Linked DNA regions of Hermetia illucens: region 1 is linked to region 2. The links are chromatin contacts, called in public Hi-C maps. All regions are on one chromosome and are shown on one strand. Each heading gives the region's core, a stretch centred on a gene start, on an enhancer-like site or on the middle of the called end of the contact. The rest is flanking DNA. Distances are from core to core; before and after follow the strand shown.

Region 1 (2,700 bases), core at 152-2,651, 300 kb after region 2:
ACTTTCACCTTCTATAACTGTGTCAATAATAATGGAATTGCCTTCGAACTTTTCACGATTATGTCCTATATTATCGCCTATGCTGACGTCAAATTATATTCCTTTGAAGGGTAATATTCTATTATTAACTTTATTTGTGTAGATATTGGAATGGGATGTATTTCAACACCTAGATTTCATATATTTGCATCGGTGTTTTTTTTTCAGACTTTTCGGTTGGGTAGGTTCTAAGGACGAGACCTGTTTAACTGTTTGGGGCGCACATGTTGTGCCTATCTCCCCTATGTTTTACCCAATATCAGAAAAAAAGACAGTTTCGGAAAGCAATAACTGAGCCCTTTCATGTGATATCCCGTATGACTATGTTCTATGAAAAGAAAATTTACACCTTCCTTTCGCATGTATGAGGAGCCCCCCTTAAAGTTCAACACAAAATGGCGCCACTAGCTGCATGTAAAGGGACACACAGATCACATGTTCTCCCCAAATCTCGGAACAATCGGTTCATCCGTTTCTGAGTAAATTGGGCGTGACAAACAGACATTGAACCGATTTTAATAAGATTTTGTGTTTACACAATTAAAAATACATGGCCTGGAATGGCAAAAACACCGTGCATTCTTTTTGCGCCTTTGGAGCGCATCTTTTAACCTTTAACTGGTAATGTGGGCTCCAAGTGGACTCCAGGGCACACTTTTTTTTGCTCCAAGTCGACTACAATAATAAGTCAATATATAGTGAATGATTTATGGTAAAAGTTAATTTGACCCAATTTGAAAGAAGCATTATTATTTAAAAAGAAGTCACTTTGTACCTCTGATACCAGCAATGGAATTATAAATATCGATGCTAGTTAAGGGTTAATGTTGATTTAAATGTGAATATAAAGGAATATATTCCACTGATACGATGGGCTATTTCCACTAATGCCTTGCAATGGTAACAGAGACATGAGGTTGAATGGGAAACGTAACCGGGCTGCTTTGGAAGCAACCTTATTTGTACTTCGAAACTTTTTTTTTTGCCTATTGTATTGACCTCCAACATACAGCTACCAACGCAGATTAATTTTCGTAGAATTATCAGTCCTTCCAAAAGAAATTTCACAATACGCAATTTACAAACGCATGTACACTTTTTATTATTATAAGTGAAATTGCCCGATGATCTCTGACGGACACTCTTATCTCATATTCATATCAGGTTATTGCACGGTTTATCACTTATACCCGAGCAAAGTTCGAAGATTGTTGCCACCTTTGAACCGACAATCTATTCACAAAATTTGTTTGAAGCTTGACACTGCTTGCGTTACTGTATATATGCGCATATGTATATGCTTTAAACGATCTTTTACCTTAGTCATTCCACAGCCAATAACGTAAACCCGCCTTTTCGCCATTTTTTACACTCCCTGAAGTTAAATTTACGAAAAAACTCAAATTGTTGAAGCAATTGTCCGGCAACAAACTCACACGCACTTCTCGCAAGTAAAATGACACTCTATTCCCTGTCGGCTATTATTTATATGTAAAGCCGCAGCAGCAAAATTGCAACAGATTAAAGGCCCAAACACAAACACGATGCGTGCGAAATGCGGACGAGAGAAGGGCCAAACACAACAGCGCAGTGGCTGCGTGCGTTCGGGGCGAGAGAGCTGTCAAATGAAGTTCATTACACGGACTTGTATGAGGCAATATACAACAACTCCGCTGCGCAATGCGCCACGCAAAAAAGTTCAGAAAATTGAGCTTTTGCAATGCGTGACAGATAATAGTTTGTTGACACTTCACGTCATTTGCAATATGGCGGTGCTTTCCATTTTCGGCTGCAATTTTTGAATATAAATAATTTGATTGCATTCGTTTTGAGAACTACGGAAGGCACTATTTGCGTTGCAACCGTTAATTATTAATGTCACTTGCATTAGTTCCATCGCTTCCATTCATAAAAAAATAATTTAAGCAGGAGGTATTAATGGCATTTATTGTATGAATTTCATAACATAAAATATAGGAAGATGCATACGCTAATTGTAGAAACTTGAAAATTATGTGCAATCCCGCGATTTTGTCCGCGCACAATCGATCTGCGTGCATATTTTATCTTATGAACATCATAAAATTAAATGCCACTGAGAGTGCACATACTTTCGGCTTAAATTTAGTTTTTATGAATGGAAGCGGCGGAACTAATACAAGTGCCGTCAATTTAATCTGTCATCAGAACGAACCTTGTCGACATGGAGCGAACTTTTCCGATCTGGAATCTTCATTGTATATTGAAGCTGCGTGCATATTTCATGTTATGAAAATTATGCCACTAAGGCCACTCCGGCTTAATTTAACTTTTATAAACAGAAGTGACGGAATTACTGCAAGTGACATCAGTAGTTAGCACTTCCAAATGAAATAACGCCTTCTCAAGCTTTTTCGAATTCAAATTAATTATATAAAAAGTAATTGGCGAAAATGAAAAGCACCGCCAAATTGCAAATTACGTATTCTGCCATCAGAATGAACCTTGCCAACGTGAAGCAAACTTTGCCAACCTGAAATCTTCATTGTACACTAAAACGGCGTCTTTTGAACCGCGCACGAATCCCATTTTATTTCCAACTTTACACATTTTACTTAGGAAAGGCGCGAGGTTGACAATCTAAAGTGTGAAGTACAATTGGGACAAATGAGCAAACTATCA
Region 2 (2,700 bases), core at 107-2,606:
AAATACGTGGAGAAGGTGAACTATGAGCCATTGGCTCGGGAAATCAAAGAAATTGGCGTCTCGAGCGGGTGGTTGTAGTTCCCATAAAATTGTCAGCTACAGATATTGTACCTAAATCCCTCTCGGCTCCCCTTGATGTAATAGGACTTTCGCAGTCTGGTTCAAACCATGCAGAAGTACACTATTCTGCATACGTGCTCGATGTTGTCGAGAGTACTCGACGGATTCTCCCACTGATCTACCACCGGCCAGCACCACCAGCGCCCTTTTAGTTTTTAAGCTTGGCAATTAGTTCTAGTATTAGGTAAAATCCGGCATCTGCCGAGATTGTGATAACTCAGGAATAATAATCGTTGGCGCAACAATACATATTGGATCAAGGCCTTGAAGTGTGTTAGAGCACTTCATTTAAGACCGTAACGGCGCACCACAGTATTCTGTAGATTGCATTTCCCAAAAGATGTCTGGTTGTACATTAAAGTATGGGAACCCCGTTTTCTAATCTCAACAGCGAATATTGTAAATGTGACAGAGACGTCATGACTTCCTCAACAAATCAAGAAATGCAAAATCACAAAATTTGGTTATGACTATGAATAAGAGAATAGCAATGTGCAAATCCAATGTGCCGAGCACACAAATAGAAGAGCCAAATTAGCAGATTGTTACACTAAATCTACGATTGTTACACTAAATCTACGAACGTATAAACTGAAATGTAAATTTTTATGTCGCTACTGTCAAATGAGTATGAGCTGCGTTTATATATATATACATACGCACTTGAATTCGCACTTTCCCCCCAATTAAAAATTGAATCAACGGTTATTTCATGGGAGCATTAACAGTAAAAGGAACACACCTAAAAACCCTCAAATGCCCCTCCGGAAATCAGTATGTGAAAATTAGGCGCCAATTGAAACAAACCGCACATTGACAACTTTGCTTATTCGTCGGAATTGCGCTTGGCATCCATCTTTGATTTTATAAATCATCCGTACGTACCTCAAGTTTTTCAATCAAAAATTTTCAAAGCTTTCAGCTACCATCGGACGGTGGTATTATCTCCTTCAACCGCAGATTAAAATCATTTGTCTGTTCAAAAAAAGAGTTCTCACTACAAATTACACAAAACCACTAAGAAAACTTCCATCTCTTCGTAGCTAAACTCTCCATTCGAAAAATTTCTGAATGCAAACTCGCGATCACTGAGGTCCCAGAACCCTGTATCCGTAAATTGACCACTTCTACAGAAACGTATACACTCCTTAAACCGAATTGCCCAGCAGATGAAATACGCACTGGTACGAAGGAGTTTCCGCATTACACGCTTACACACGCCTGGAAAATTCGAAACGCAACGCATTCATTTTCGAAAAATCCGTATTGCCAGATGTGAAGTTCATATTGGTCCGGAATCATCTGTAAACGACGAGTGGTAGTAGACGGGGACGATAACAAAATTTTGAAGGAATATATTTTAAACTTTCTAGAGTAATGAATATATTTTTATATTGCGCGTAATTCGTATAAATATACAATGCTTACAAAAAAAAGTGTGTTGAAAAATCGTGAAGTATCGTATGTTTCAGCGTACAAGTTGTACCAACAAACAATCCAAAGGCCACAAATCATACCTACAGGAGTCAAGAGGTAAAACTGAAAGTTTTATAATATTTTGTCTGCACAGCAGTAGCATAAAAGTACCTTCTACTTAAAGTGCCAAATATCTACCATAGATAGAAACTTAATATTTAAACATGCTAATGATTTGCTTCTTGACAACTCATAACTCAGCTGGTATTTGCGCTACCGTGCCGCGTTCTACTTTCCACTTACAGCGCTCACATCCCTAACGTTTGGTTGCGCCAGATTCTGGGCGTTTATATCATAGCTCAGATATCCATGCAGCTACCACACTCAAACCTATAACTTGTGATTAAGTTGGTCGAGCCCTATAGTATAGACATACTATAGGGCACAGTTAGATACTAGACAGCTACCTCACTCCCCCTTGCCCCTCAAGGGGGAAATCAGTGCGAGTACACACGATTTCAAATTGTTTTGCCCTTGAGCATGAGCGAGATGTACCGAAAACCCGATCAGCTGTGTTTGACATACCGCCCGGACTTGCCAATGTATTGGTGAGATTGGCAAGTTTTTGCTTACGGATAAGTGAATACGTGAAACAACTTTTTGCTATATGGGTGAGCACGCCGTAGTACCAGAATAGCAAAAGCTCACCGATCTCTCTCTTACCAATACGATTTGACGAAGATTATGCGTTTTCCTTGTTTAGCGTCTCTGAAGTGTACAGATAAGCTTCTGCATGCATATTTGCAAGTGGGGTCATTTTTGTAAGGGTACTGCCTATAGTAGGTCTACTGTGCTATAGGGCGCAAACATTAGGCATAATATTTGCGAAATTCTCCAGATAACCTAGATATTGTACAGTGAGCAAAAGTGAAATCTAGCCTCCGTCGTACGAAATATATAAGGGCTCAGAAAGTGGGTAAAAGGGGTTGTATGTGTTTTGTTTTTTACAGGAAAGTTACGTACCGTCTGTTGAATGAAATGCAAAAAGAATCTACGAAAAAGGATAAAATAAAATTTTTCTCCATTATCCGATGAGATCTTCCATCATTTTTTTTCGAAATGGGATCTTCACGAAGCCTAGAGGTTTTGAGTAGCTTAGGAGGG

The links. Hi-C and Micro-C count contacts between places; a contact is called where the count stands out from the background.
Region 1: a contact with region 2 is called in a Hi-C map of whole body, with 6 times the contacts expected there. The contact joins the promoter of LOC119647125 here to the promoter of LOC119648400 in region 2. A contact is called at or near these places in 2 of 2 Hi-C or Micro-C datasets (an unstated tissue and whole body).

What each region holds. Positions count from the first base shown.
Region 1 is chr1:122,168,909-122,171,608 of iHerIll2.2.curated.20191125, forward strand. It overlaps LOC119647125 (non-specific lipid-transfer protein), which reads right to left and starts at 1,402. Exons shown (of 6, transcript XM_038047912.1): 1 at 1,358-1,402. The coding sequence starts at 1,402.
Region 2 is chr1:121,869,675-121,872,374 of iHerIll2.2.curated.20191125, forward strand. It overlaps LOC119648400 (DNA repair protein RAD51 homolog 4), which reads left to right and starts at 1,357. Exons shown (of 5, transcript XM_038050269.1): 1 at 1,357-1,653. The coding sequence starts at 1,541. LOC119648327 (helicase domino) reads right to left here and starts at 1,330. Exons shown (of 22, transcript XM_038050058.1): 1 at 1,006-1,330.